Linked DNA regions of Sus scrofa: all the other regions are linked to region 1. The links are chromatin contacts, called in public HiChIP or PLAC-seq maps. All regions are on one chromosome and are shown on one strand. Each heading gives the region's core, a stretch centred on a gene start, on an enhancer-like site or on the middle of the called end of the contact. The rest is flanking DNA. Distances are from core to core; before and after follow the strand shown. Region 1 holds the start of NKRF (NF-kappa-B-repressing factor). Region 2 holds the start of SOWAHD (ankyrin repeat domain-containing protein SOWAHD). Region 3 holds the start of SLC25A43 (solute carrier family 25 member 43).

The links. HiChIP or PLAC-seq counts read pairs in DNA pulled down with a chosen protein or histone mark.
Region 2: a contact with region 1 is called in an H3K27ac HiChIP or PLAC-seq map of alveolar macrophages. The contact joins the promoter of SOWAHD here to the promoter of NKRF in region 1. A contact is called at or near these places in 1 of 5 promoter capture datasets (fetal skeletal muscle) and 2 of 2 datasets of contacts at active chromatin or transcription factors (alveolar macrophages and skeletal muscle).
Region 3: a contact with region 1 is called in an H3K27ac HiChIP or PLAC-seq map of alveolar macrophages. The contact joins the promoter of SLC25A43 here to the promoter of NKRF in region 1. A contact is called at or near these places in 1 of 5 promoter capture datasets (fetal liver) and 1 of 2 datasets of contacts at active chromatin or transcription factors (alveolar macrophages).

The regions. Positions count from the first base shown.
Region 1 is chrX:98,023,645-98,028,442 of Sscrofa11.1, reverse strand. NKRF (NF-kappa-B-repressing factor) reads left to right here and starts at 3,020. Exons shown (of 3, transcript XM_001927183.6): 1 at 3,020-3,768. The coding sequence starts at 3,503.
Region 2 is chrX:98,150,868-98,155,840 of Sscrofa11.1, reverse strand. SOWAHD (ankyrin repeat domain-containing protein SOWAHD) reads right to left here and starts at 1,404. Exons shown (of 1, transcript XM_003135343.5): 1 at 1-1,404.
Region 3 is chrX:97,866,022-97,870,569 of Sscrofa11.1, reverse strand. SLC25A43 (solute carrier family 25 member 43) reads right to left here and starts at 1,766. Exons shown (of 5, transcript XM_001927589.4): 1 at 1,401-1,766. The coding sequence starts at 1,675. AKAP17B (A-kinase anchor protein 17B) reads left to right here. Exons shown (of 7, transcript XM_021080242.1): 1 at 1-1,171; 2 at 3,329-3,394.

The DNA of each region.
Region 1 (4,798 bases), core at 1,771-4,270:
GAAGGAAATTGACCCCTAGATTTAGCATCTACTGGTAATTCTTGCCTGACCCAATCTACAAAACGATGGTTTTCTAACTCTAGCATTCCCTTCATATTTCCAGTCAGCATGTGGTCTTCTACGTAAGCAAAGGCCCTCCCTTCTCCCTCATTATTTCTTCATCTACTTGGCTTCCTATTTTTTTCAGTGGCTCATTACTGTCTTTAATAATGTTGGTGCTCAAATCACCAAGATCTGGCCAGCTCCTAGCTATTGCTTTTAATCCACTAGTAGCCATTCCTCAGGCGTGCAGAATACTCTGGTCAAGAACTTTTGGTGACCTAACTTCTGGGAATGTTTAGCCAGATTCCAGGTTTCCCTCCTCTCATCACTCACTGGCTCCCCCACAGGAAAGGGCGGAGAAGGAAGCTCAGAGCTGTCAGAAGGTGTGTGTGTGTGTGTTCCCTGTTCAGACAGTGGCCGGAGCCTGTGTTAGAACCGAGAAACATGATGGAGGGGAGGATGAGTGATTATAGGAGGTTTCTGGATTGTTTTAGGGTGGCGATGGCTGCCATTATTACAGCTCCCTCCTACACCTCTCTTCAACCATTATTCAGATAATCTACTTCTGCTTAGGGGTTTCAATTCCTGCTCACTGAGAAACCATCTGTTGTTTGTGAGAAGGGAACGGGCTAAGATAGGTTGGCTGAAGGATTTTTTGATCAGGATTACGAGGGAAAGAAGGTCATGGAGAATCATGCGAATTTTTGATTTGTTTCCTAGAGATGAAACTGCTTATTCCATAGCAGAAATTACAAACGGACTCCACTTATAGCGATTCCCTAACAAATGGCCTCTAACACCAGTTTCATTGCCTTACACTTTGTAATCCAAATTCTTAAGTCAGACTGCAATTATTTATTCCTATATGATGGAAGAATTTTCATCCAACCTGAAAGGAAGTCATTTTTCTTTCTCTTTCTTTCTTTCTTTTTCTTTCTTTCCTTTCTTTCTTCTTTCTTTCTTTCTTTCTTTCTTTCTCTCTCTCTCTCTCTCTCTTTCCCTCTCTCTCTCTTTTTAATCTTTTCAGGGCCACACCCATGGCATATGGAGGTTCCCAGGCTAAGGGTCAAATCGGAGCTGTAGCTGCAGGCCACACCCACAGCCACAGCAACGCAGGATCTGAGCTGCGTCTGCGACCTACACAACAGCTCATGGCAACGCTGGATCCTTAACCCACTGAGGGAGGCCAGGGATCAAACCCTCATCCTCAAGGATGCTAGTTGGGTTCATTAACCACCGAGCCACTACGGGAACTCCCATTTTTTTTCTGAACTCTTTTTCTAAGAAGATGTGTATTGACTGCAATGCTGATTTTGATGAAGTTTGGCTGCTTAGGCTGAAATTAATCTAACTGTAAAATAACAAATCAGCTTAAAATGTAGGCTCCAAGAAAATGAATTTCACAAGTTTGGGATAATAAGAAGAGCCTTCATTTATTCAATCATTCATTTAATTCAACAAATATCTATGGAGTTCCTACAGGAGCCAGATGTAGGTGCTAAAAGAAAGACAACTGAGTCCTTTGTTCTTATGCAGCTGACAAGGGGAGGTGGGGAGGAGTCATTTTTTTTTTAAGTTCAAAACTTGGTCCAAGCTGTTAAGACAAGAACAAGCACAACACCCCCTCCCCCCAAAAAAACCCCAGAGCAATGCAATGGCAAATGTCTGGGGGAGCACTGGATGAGGAGTCAAGTCACCTAAATTTTGATCTCGGCTTTGCCATGAAAAATCTCTACAGCCTCCAGCTTATCACTACACCTCTCTGGCCTTATTTTTCACAATCACACAATGATTACTTGAATTTATTATCTCTAAGCTTCCTTTCTAGTATCATATTCTTTGACTTGATGGTACAAAGACTGTCATTACTTCAATAAACATGAATGCCTACCACAGAGTCAAAGACAAAATAGTCCCTGTGTAACGGGAGACAGGCATGGAAATAAATCATTATGCGACAGTGTGAAAAATGCTGTAATCTTCTGTTTTTCTCAGTCCAACACATTCCTACACATAAGATGTATCACACAATAAGACATATGCCTTTAAAGAGTTAAAGGGGACAATGGGTCAAAACCACCTCATCCAGTGGTCCTGCCACCATGGGACATTTAAGTTCTATGCAGGACTATTTCTCTCCAGCGACTCTGTAACCAGTTCCAGGACATGGGAGAAAACCCAGTTTCTTTTTCCTTTGTATTGACTATATTGAGCACACAGTGGGTGCTGTATAAATTCCCGGTGACAGACACTCATTGATTAACTAAGTTCATAGCACAGATTGGCAGACAGGGATTGAAGGATCGGGCTGGATCGGAACCACGCGGGGAGTGATAACATTTTCCTACAGTGATTGAGCCATCTGCTGCTGTGCAGTTTTAACCCTCTTTTTTTGGGGGGAGCTTTCATATTTTGTAATATTCTGCACGTTTTAAAGTGATACAGCTAATACAGAATTATTTGAAATCGTGATCAGAACGGTGTTAACACGATGTTTGTATTTCTCAACAATTGGGATAGAGTATGGACGATAAAAGTGCTTGCCTTGAGAAGTGGCTGTGGATGATTTTCTTTGCAAGTATTTAATTTTTTACTATTACTTCACGATAAAATCCAAAGCCAATGAGGAACGACGCACAGGGCTTTTCAAGCTATCCTCTGAAGAAAAAGCGCCACGGGGAGCTGACATTTTAGGAAAAAAAAAGTGTAAAACCCATTTCCAACCCAAGTCCCTCCCAAAGCACATGGTCCCAGTGGTCTTGGAGGCTCTGAAACCGAGGGAAAAGCGTCAGGCGAGCCACTGCCGCCAACAATCAGCTGAGAGAGCCTTCCAGGGACTTAAACTGGACAACGTCCCGGAACCTCGGAGAACCGCCCCCAAAGCCCCTTCCTGGAGCCCCGCCCACCGCTTGTAACCATAGTGCGTCAAAGGCCGGTAATCGTCATAAGTGGAAAAAAATATACATCGCGCGAGATTCAGCGACGGGATTTCGAAGTTAGGGAACAGCCGCGGCGCAGGCGCACTGGCCTCACAACCGCGGGGCGGCACGCGGGTAGGTAGGCTAGAGCTCAGAGGAGGGGGAGCAGAGCGTGCTGCTGTCTTTTTTTCCCCCCCTTCCCGGCGCAGTGCGTGAGCCTGCGGGTCGCTGGAGGTGCGGAGCGCGGAGCCTGGCTCGGCCTCCCTGGCGCGCGTGTGACTGCGGCGGGCGCCCTCCTCCTGATCCTCCACGAGTTGGAGGAGTGAACCGGGCGTGCTCCCGGGTTGCCGGGAAGTGAGCTTGTGCTCGCCTTTTCCTTTTTGACGGTCGCCCCTCACGCACACACTCCAGTCCCTTGAGAGTTGGTCTTCGCGCCTCGGCGCGCCCCTCTTCACGCGGCCCCTCCCACAGACCCCAGTCCCCATTCGCCCCTGGTCCGGAGTTGGCTTCATCCCTGGGGTCCCTGCTTGGGGGCGGAGAAGATGGCTGGCGGACGTCTGCTGTTGGGGGGCGACTTCCTGTCGCCGCCGCCGCTGCCCCCCCTCCCGCCGCCGCCGCTGCCGCCCCTCCCGCCGCCCCCGCCCGAGCCAGTGCTGGAGCAGTGGCGCTATAGCCACGAAAGTGACTGGCAGTGGGCTCTGCGGCGCAGCTTCATCTGTCGGCACCTGCACAGCTATCCCGGGGCTGCCCTAGACCAGCTCCTCGCTCTCTCCGCTGCCTGGACCAACCACGTTTTCCTGGGCTGCAGGTGAGGAAGGCGTGAGGGTTGGGTTAGGGACCGGGCTGGGGGTGGGGGCGGAATCGGTGATGGGGTCGGGATAGGGCCGAGGGCCGGGTTTGGATGAGGGCTTAGAGACTGGAGAGTTGGAGGTGCTGGCGGACTCCAGAGGGCTCAACGTTGGCCTGGTGGGGAGGTGGGGAAGTTGGCCGAGCGAGGTAGTAGGGGATGACATAACAGAAGGGTGCAGGGATCTGGGGAGCCACCCCTCCAGGACCAGGGATGGAGATGAAGCGGCGCCTGGCAGGGGATTGTTAAGAGGTGGTCATTGTGATGGTGCTTTTGGAGGGCGTGGGAAACGACGAATAGCAGAACCTCGAACCTGCGTAGGACCTTCCAAGGATGCGGTATCCGCAGAGAATATTGGACAATCGGGGTTTCGAGGGTCTGTGCGGAGAGAGGCGGGGGACCCTGCAGTTCTAATCCTAGTCTCCTGATCATTCTCTCTTGCCATCCCCATTAAATTAAACACCACCAGCTCCCCAGCTGGGTTTTACTGTCTTCTCCTGGGGAGGCGGTTTGTATGAGGTCTCAGCCGCAGGGTCCGCCTTGCTTGTAGATTTCCGCATAATGTGTCTGGACGCAAACAAAGAAATGGATATATCTACTGTAAAAATGGATCGTCCCCTTTCACCTTAAGTGAGATCAGAAGGATTAACATTTGGCCTCTGAGGGAGGTTTTAGGTGTGCGTGTGTTTGTTTTCCTCCCCTTTCCTAGAACCTGGAGTGTGTTCTGAACGGGCCTCTTTGAAAGCATTCAATGGAGGCTGCGGTGTGGTTCCAACGCATTTTTTTTAAAAACAGACTACTTGGACCACTGTCCTTCAGAACCCCCAAATAAGCCCTATACTAGACTAATCATTCCTTTGATAGACTGAGAGGCTTCTCGCTCTCTCTCTTTTTGACACTCTTGCCTCAAGGTGAATTTTTTATTGGGAAGGATGAGAAATTCTGGGAAATGACCAGATCAAATTCAGCCAATTCAGTTCCAGGAATGACC
Region 2 (4,973 bases), core at 155-2,654, 130 kb before region 1:
ATGCTGTGCTAGGTACTTTATACATGTTCATTCTAGTAACCTTCCCAAGGAGCTCAAGAGCTAAGTATCATTACTATCCTCACTTTGCAGAGAGGTTAGGCCACTCGCCCAAGGTCACCCAGGGGGAAGTAGCAGACAGGTCTGTGTGACACCATAGCCTTTGTTCTGGCACAGAGGATCTGGCGTTCAAGCCAAGCTTATCAACTGACAATCACTCACACAAGCCCCAGATTCCAGCTAAATGGATGGACTCGTGCTAACCTGAGCATATCGTGCCCTCCTTTACCTAGAGGCTCCTTCCTCATGGCTTCTATTTGGTGAAGTTCTTCCCTGTGCCCTTCAAGGTTGGCCTCAGTGGCCACCTTCTCCAGTAACCGTCTTCTGATGACCTCAGCCCAGCGGGATCCCTCACCATCTGGTTGTGTCCCTCCTTTGGCCCCCAGACCAGACTGCCTTGTGTTGTATTTCTGTCCATTGATTCTGAACTGTCATTTGAACTGAACTCTTTGATGACTATGTCATATGACCCTTGAGCACCTAGTAGATGTGTTACCTCGTTCTGGTGTGGCAGCCTGGAGAAATGTAATTGTGTGCATGAGTGGCTGCGGTGGGGACGGGGACATTGTATGTGTCCCGGGTTGGGGGAGGTGTCCGCGGCCAGAACCTCCTCAATGCCCCACTCCCGCATCCCTGCCTCAGACTGAATGTGCAGGACACCAAAAGCAACTCATAGACTCGGTCAATTAGTAAAAGAAAAAAACCAAAAGGTGAGCAAGGGGTTGCTTCCTGGGGCTGACTAGCCAAAGCCACCTCCTGGCCTTTGCTGACTCCTCAGAGACCAGGCCCAGGCCCAGAGTGGGCCCCAAGCTTTAGGGCTTTCATTTTCAAAATGAACCCTGACTGACAAGCAGCTACTTCCGTTGCTCTGGAAACTCCCCTCCGCAACCCCAAATCTGTAAACACCAAACCACACACATGCACACACACTTCCAGAATATGCGAACAGCTGCCGCAATATTTTTTTTTTAATCAAAATGCCAGCATGGAGAACACAGGATGGAAGAACACTTGGACTATTAATTTTCCTCGCCGCTAAGCAGGCAGTTCCCGTCCCTATCAGGACTAATAATATCTCTGGTTCCAGTTCAAAGACCACAAAGGCAGTCGCCTGGCTCGATCCACAGACCCAGGATGCACGTGCCTTCACTTAACTGTTGCCAGAGACCAAAGTCATGGTGCCTCCCTAGCAACTCGTTTCATCTTGACTTAGCAAGTGCTTTGTAGAGGTCACCAGTTGCATACACTTTTCCCCAGAGCCAAGGCACCCATCTCTATTTCCGTAGAGAGGGCCTGTGGACAAAGAATGTTGCCTCCCATTCCAGTGAACAACCAATGTCGCCTGCCATCAAGCCATCAGCCACTGCAGCCACCGCCCCCCAACCCCAGTGCGCCCTGAGGGGAATTCAGGACGGAGAGAAACAGGATACTGGCCCTAGATAGTTTAGATGCATATCTAAGGAGTAATTTTGATGAGCCCAGACTGGCATTTTCTCATGCAGAGAAAAGCACTGAAATCATTAACACGAGATGTCTATTTTCTGTGATTAGCAGTAATGTTTGATGCTCTGTTCGAATATATATTGTTTTTTTTTTTTCTCTTGCCAACACTCCATATATCCTGGCTCCTCCCCTACCTGTTTGTTCCTCTGAGCTCTCTAGAGGCTGTCTCCCCACTATAATCCTCAGTAACGTCCCTGAATAAAACATAACTTGCTACTTTTAGGTTGTGTGTTTTTCTTCAGTCAAAGGTCAACAGATCTCTGGAGTTTGATACCTGGGAGTGGGGCGGAGGGAGAAAAAAGCTGATGGGAGGAGTTCCCACTGTAGCTCAGCGGGTTAAAAACCCAACTAGTAGCCATGAGAATGCAGGTTCAATCCCTGGCCTTGCACAGTGGGTTAAGGAACCAGCTTTGCTGCAAGCTTGTGGTGTAGATCGCAGATGCGGCTCAGATCTGGTATTGCTGTGGCTCTGGCGTAGGCCGGCAGCTGTAGCTCTGATTAGATCCCTAGCCTGGGAACCTCCATATGCTACAGGTGCAGCCCTAAAAAGAAAAAAGAAAAAAAAAAAAAAGCAAAAGGGGTAGAACCGACCCTCCTAAAATGAAAATGCCTGTCCCCGGAGGGGATTGGGGCAAAAACCCCTCAAGCCCTTGGAAACAGCCACTCCAAAGGTCGAGTGTAAGCAAGGTTTGCATTTGGAATGGTGGTACTGGGGCCTTTTCCCAACGGCAGCCTCTCTAGTGTATTGTTTGTTTATAGGTCCTGGACTATTCAACATAGAAGAGAACGGAATCTTTCCTTGGTCAGGTTCTTCATTCTCCAGGTGAGGTCAGAGAGGATGGCAGGAGGTAGAGAAACTTCAAGCTGAAATGTTGAAAGGAAATCTTTTTTTCTTTTTTCTTTTTCTTTTTTGCTTTTTAGGACTGCACTTGTGGCACATGGAACGTCTCAGGCTAGAGGTCAAATTGGAGCTACAGCCGTCGGCCTATGCCACAGCCACAGCAGCACCTGATCTGAGCCGCCTCTTTGACCTACACCACAGCTCACAGCAACACTGGATCCTGAACCCACTGAGCGAGGCCAGGGATCGAACCGGAGTCCTCATGGATCCTAGTCAGGTTTGTCTCCACTGAGCCGAGATGGGAATTCCCGAAAATAAATCTTGATGAGGAGAGAGAGTGGTTCAGAAAACTCATTGGAAGCAGTGGGGAATTATAATTGATCTGCGAAAATTTAATTTGCACGCAACTTTTCAGGAACATGTTCCCGGGGTGAAGCCAAAAGCATATGTATCTTTGGCTCTCGGTGGAGTTTGCCAGCAGAGCTCATGGATTCAGAAAAATCCATGCAGATCAGGCATGAAGGGAATGCGTGGAAGAGGGGAAGTCAAGTCCCTCAGGCTTCTATAACCATTGCTGATGGGGCTTCCAGATATGAAATATGTCTTCTGTCCTCCAAAGACCTGTGCTGATCCCATCACGTGATTCTCAGGGAGCGAGAAAGCCACGAAGAGGAACTCCTTTCTCACTGAACGAAAGAGTGTGTGGCTGTGAGTGTGTAAACTCTGTTCCTGAGTGTGTGTGCGCGCTTGCAGGCGTACTGCCAGACATCACTGTCTCTGGTTGTCATCTGCCCCTTCCCAAGTGTCAGAGCTTTCTATGAGGAGACCCCTGAGAACAGTTTAACATTCTGAATGCCTTTTCCTTAGACTATAGACTGAATCATAGTTAGCATATGCTGAAAACATTCTTTTCTAGTATTTTGATTTTTAATTTTTTGGGCCATGCCTACAGCATGTGGAAGTTCTTGGCCAGGGATCGAACCCACGCCACAGCAGCAACCCCTAAACCGCTGCTGCAACAACACCGGATCCTTAACTCGCTGTGCCACAAACTCCACTTTTATGTACATAGAAAAGTGGAGTTTTATATACATATATGTGTCTATATATAGTCTTTTTTAGGGCCTCACCTGCGGCATATAGAGGTTCCCTGGCTAGGGGTCGAATCGGAGCTACAGCTGCTGGCCTACACCACAGCAACGAGGGATCCGAGCCTTGTCTGCGACCTATACCGTAGCTCACGGCAACGCTGGATCCTTAACACACTGCATGAGGCCAGGGGTCGAACGTGCATCCTCATGGATGCTAGTCAGATTCGTTTATACTGAGTCACAACAGGAGCTCCACTATTCTATATTTTGAATTTGTTTTTTCCCCTACTTGAACTCTTCAGTAAAGTGTGATGTATTTTTTGGAAAAAAACTGTGATCTTACTTTGGGAGCCGGGTAAGCGTGGAATAATAGAAGGTGGTAAGACCAAGTTAGCATCTGTGAACGACGAGACCAGGGTTTTTCAAAACGAGGAGAAAGATGTGGGCAGGGAGCTGAAAGACATATTTAGGCCTTAGTGCAAGCAGAAAACTTGCCTAAAACTCGGGCTGCAATGACTTAACTGGAGTCCAAGTGTCACGCATGGGACATGAGGTGTGACAAGGAAAATAAATTTCCATTACACCTTTTATAGATACTGCAAGTGAAAATGTCACATCCTGGAAAAGACCTCAGGCATTACCACGTAGGGACACACGAGGGCGCTCTAGCCAACTAGCAACTGAGAAAACCAGAAAGGTGGCCTAGATGTCTACCTGGGAGGAGAGAGACACTGCCGGCCCTTTCTTGATGTGAATTCAGGTTTCTACCCAGGATCAGGCTGCTCACCCTTGGCCCTTAAGTAGGTGCAAGGAAGGAGGAACTAGCATCAGGGGCTGTGGTGAGAAGGTCAAGGTGTCATATCGAAAAGAATGGGAACAATCTGGAGAGCGAGCAAAGACGGTGACCAGAACAGTGTTTGCTTACTTTATTCCAGTGGCGTTAGCTTCTGTAGTATGTAAGGCTTGGAATAATAATCTCCTATGATTTTCAGAGTGCTTTCAAATTTTCAAATTATCTCTGACCCAGGCAGCAGGCCTGTGAGGTACGTAGAGGAGACAGCATTTTTTTTTTTTTTTATAAGGGCCTCACCCGTGGTATATGGAGGGTCCCAGGCTGGGGCAGAATCAGAGCTACAGATGCCGGCCTACGCCACAGCCACAGCAATGCCAGATGCGAGCCATGTCTGTGACCTACACCACAGCTAGTGGCAATGCCGGGCCCTTAACCGAGTGAGGCCAGGCATGGAACCTGCAACTTCATGGTTCCTAGTTGGATTTGTTTCTGCTGTGCCACAACGGGAACTCTGAGAACTCATACCCAGTTCACACACCAGGCTGAGAGAAGTTAAGTGACCTGTCCGGCATCACACAGCTCAAAAGCCGTAGAGCAGGGTCGGTGCTCATGCCTCTGTGTCACACCGCCTTATGCATTCGGGTCAGCGACGTTGGGCGGTAAGTGAATGCTGACCTTGGTGGCTTCC
Region 3 (4,548 bases), core at 517-3,016, 160 kb after region 1:
GCCTTGATAGAAATGCCTCAGGATCTCAGTACCCTCCCTTCCCCAAGAAGAGCAGGCAACTCTATTCCCAGGCAGAGGTGAAGGCAGGCCTGGAGGACTCAGAGATAAGGAAGATTCCATCGGGCTGGTCAGCTGCCAGGTGAGATATCCAGCTCTGGCCTCCCAGAGCCAAAGGCAAAAGCCTTTGACGCTTAGCTTCCCAGGCCATTGCACCTGGTCAAGACGGTGGGCTGTTTCTCTGAGCTCAGGCCATTCTTTGGGGTTGGCACGGTGCCCACCGGATGAGGAACACAGAAACATCTCAACCTGAAAGTCCATCACTACCACCTCATTCTTTAAGGCTTTGTTTCCAGTTAAAAATGCAAATATCTCTGAGGTCTGAGGAAGCTTTAAGACTCATCCAGGGAGTTCCTGTCGTGGCTCAGGGGTAACGAACCCCACTGGTGTCCATGAGGACGTGGGTTCCATCCCTGGCCTCGCTCAGTGGGTCAAGGATCCGGTGTTGCCTGGAGTGGCGGTGTAGGTCGGCCGTGGCTCGGATCCAACATTGCTGTGGCTGTGGTGTAGTCCCGTAGCTCCAGTTCCAGGAGCCCTAGCCTGGGAACTTACATATGCCGTGAGGGTAGCCCTAAAAAAGGAAAAAACCAAAACAACAACAAAAACACAAACTCATCCAGTTGTGTTACATCTTTAGATGTTTTCCTAAGAGGCAGCTGTTGCGGGAGAAGGTGTTAAAAGCCCAAAGAAGGAGGCCAGCGGGCAGCGAGGGATGGGTTGTCTGCAGTTTGGGGAGGGGAAGCTGCAGCCTCTGTTGGACCCTAAAGGCAAGCTTCTTGGGAGGAGAGCAGGACTCCGTGGCTTTTTTGTCGCCATGGATTGGGCTCTCTGCCCCTTATACTAAGTACGTTCTTCTGGGGGCTTTGGTCACACAGAATTCCATACACGCACCTTCAGAAGGGTCACTCTCCTGAGCCAGCCAAGGCAACATGTCCAAATGGGTGGACTGTGGGATGGATTAGGAGCTAACCATCCGGAGATCTCCTCACTCCTTCCCCCCCAATCTCCATGGGCCCCTTTCCACCTCCTCGCCCCTCCCACCCAGTCGGCCTCTCTGGGCCAGAGCTGCGCCCTCACCAAACCGCTCCTGGCGGGGCAGGAACCGCAAGAGAAGGTGAACGACTTGGGGACTGCGCTTTGGGGGCCAGAGAGGTCGCCTTCTGGCCGGAGGGGCTCCCACGCGACCCGGAACCCGGTTGCGGCGCACCGCCAGCCCCGATCCCGGCGCCCGGGTGGCGCAAGGCCGCGAGACCCCGGCGGCGGAACCCCCGCGCCACCCCCGCGGCGGCGGCCTCCAGGGCCCGGGCCCCGCCCCCGCCTCCCCCCCCCAGCCGGGCTCTTACTTGCGGTAGGCGGCCAGCTGCACGGCGCTGCAGGGGAAGAGGCGCAGGCAGGCCACCGCGTTCCCCTTCCAGAGCGCGCGGGGGCCCTCGGCCCGCCACACGCGCAGCCCTGCGGCCCACGGCCCCCGGGCGCGGCCGCGCACGACGCCGACCTGGGCCAGCACGGTGGCGAGCTCCAGCGGCGCGGTGAGGCTGAGGCTCAGCGCCCCCGCCAGCCCCGCGCACAGCAGCCGTTGGCTGCCCGTCAGCCGGCCGTCCCGCCGCCAGGTCGCCATCGCGCGTCCCCGGCCCGAGCCCCGGGCGGCGGCCGATCGCGTGGCTCGGGCCTGGGGCTCCCGGGCTCCCGGGCTCCCGGGCTCCAGGCGCAAGGGGCGGGCCAGGCCCCGCCCGGCGTGGGGCGGACCCGCGGCTCGGACGGGAAGCAGGTCCCCGCCTGGGCCGAGCTGGCCCGAGGCTGAGGCCGCACCGGTTTAAGGTCTGCTCTCAGGCAGGTTTCTGTTTACAGTTGAGAGAGTCTTCGCGTTCTCTCCAGGCCCAGCCCTCTCGATTTCTTGGGTCTAGAATATTCAGCGCCCCCACCCCCTGCCTCGTTTGCCCCCTTTCTCCCTGTCCACGTTCCACTTCGCCCTCTTCCTCCCCTCGCCTCTGCTCTCTTCCCTCCAACCTCTTTTTTTTCTGCCCCAAGAAAAAGCCTTATAGATTTCCCAGTGCAGAAGGGAAAAAAGCCTATAACATACACGTGATATAAGACACGACATGTATTAGGCTTTTCATATATTATCTCGCTTAATCCTCAAAACAGCCCTTAGTAGGTGTGTCCTCAACTGGAGAGGCTGTAGGTGTGGTGGTTAGAACCTGGACTTGGCTCTGCAGTTTACCAGCTGTATGACCTTGGGGAAGTTACTCAACCTCTCTGTGCCTCAGTTGCTTGTGTATAACTTCTTCCTCTCGGGGTTGTGGTGAGGATTAAATGAACAGTGATTCAGGTAAGCACTATAGATGTGTTGGCTATGGTTAGATATTTTTCAGAAGAGGAAACCAAGACAGGGAGATGGACTTGCTCTAGATCACACAGCTGCTAGAGGCAGTCAGGGTTCAAATCTAGGCCAACATCTACTAACAGTGACACTGCAAGTCCTGCTCTGTGACAGCAGAGTGTAACTTGAGCAGGGACATTTTCAGGGGTTCTGTTAGTCAACAGGACAACAGAGGCAAAGAAGGGCTAGGAGTGATTTGGTCAGAGTCCAAGAAGGATTTTGATGAGTTAAAAAAATTCCGCACTTCTCCCTCTTTTCTCTTTTAAAAGAGCCATAGCAATAATAATGATGAAAAGGCGGTCCAACAGTCTGTTAGTATCAGACATCCCAGATACGCAGTTGCTGTTAGGTTTGTATGTCGTTATTTTCTGCGTTTACTAACATACGGGATGATAAAGGAACCTTTTCTAAAAGGCATTGCGGGGTCTAGATTGAGAGGACTTCCAGTTACAGAAGCCTTGCTCTGCGCTCAACACTGGGGATGCTCATTTTTCTTGTTTTGTGAATTCTCCCATCTTGCTGTGAGCTCATTTCACGGCTGTGGGAGGTTGGAGAGAGCAGGTTTATGATTCTGAAGATCAGAGGACACCGGACTTTAAGGGGGGATTGAATTGGAATTTGGGGACTACGGAAAAGCAACCTTCAGGTGCCAGTTCTGTCCTAAAACCGTCTTGGACAACAGGACTAGATCCTAAAGCTCCTTCAGGGAGCTCTGCCCTGGAACGGAACAGTTGATGTAATAACCACGTTGTATAGAGACTAACTCCAGGGGGTTGTTTGGGTTTGGTTTGGTTTTAAGGCAGTTTGTGTGAGAGTTTCAACTGCATCCACCTTGGGAACAGATATACCCCTTTCTTTAGCACTGCTGTTCTTTTTTGTCTTCACAAACAGGGTGTTCAGTGAGCCACAGGCAAGAAGAGCCATTTTAGTCTTCACAGCTGGGGGCCCGGAGACATCGTGAGTTGATGATCTATTTTAACCTCAAACGTAAAAATGTATACTTTCTCACAACAGGGACGTCGAACAGTAAAATGAGTAACAGCAAAGTCTTTATTGACTGCCTTCTGCCTTTTTGTGGTAATGTGCTAACATGACAAGGTGTGTTCATATTTTACTCAGCCAGAGTCTAGTTCATCTGCTAAGCATTGGGAGTATTATGTAGGTTGATCTTAAACATAAATCGGTCTCTGAGGGTGCCCTCTATTTGGATTGTGACTTGTAGACTCAAGCTGACTTCACTGCCTCTTTTTCACACTTGTTGAAAAGTCTATGAAGGGCATAGCAAGGATCTCCACCTTTGGAAAAGGCACATGATGTGAAACTGGGGTGCTGTGTTAAAAATAAATGTATAACTTAAAAGAATAGGCAGTAAGTAAAATAATATTGGAAGTGATGTGGTAACATGAGGAGAAAGGGTGGCTGGCAGATTCAAGCCAATAGGCAGCCTCCTGCCCTAGTCAGGCCTTGGGAGATGCTAACAGTTTTTCATTCTCCAATTCTCATTTTTTGTTTCTCTTCTCACTGAGTGAAATCATCTCTCAGTACATTACCTTAGTTTAACTTGCTGATGCTTCTCAGAGTCTAATTTATCTTGCTATTTTATGCCAATATTGATCTCTGCTCTTCGATTTTTCATTTTATTATTTAACCGTATGGAATTTTATAAATTTCAAAAGTGGAATATACTTGTTGTACCAAGGAAAACAGTACGGAAGTGTATTAAAGTTAAGTCTTTCTGCGCATGCTCTGAGGTAACGTTAGAGCAACCACTGTTAAGAGCTGGGTGTGTGTGTGCATCTTTCCTCATATTTTTTTTTTCAAACCCAGACAAATATTCATTTATGGGGATTTTCCTCTTCCCTCCCTGCTTTCTTTCCTTCTAAGCAAAAAAGAGATAATCCCTCTGGACGGATATTTTTATTTTATTTTATTTTATTTTATTTTTTTGTCTTTTTAGGGCCACACCCGCAGCATATGGAGGTTCCCAGGCTAGGGGCCGAATTGGAGCTACAGCTACCAGCCTGTGTCACAGCCACAGCAATGCAGGATCCAAGCCGTGTCTGCAACCTACACCACAGCTCATGGCAACACCGGATCCTTAAACTACTGAG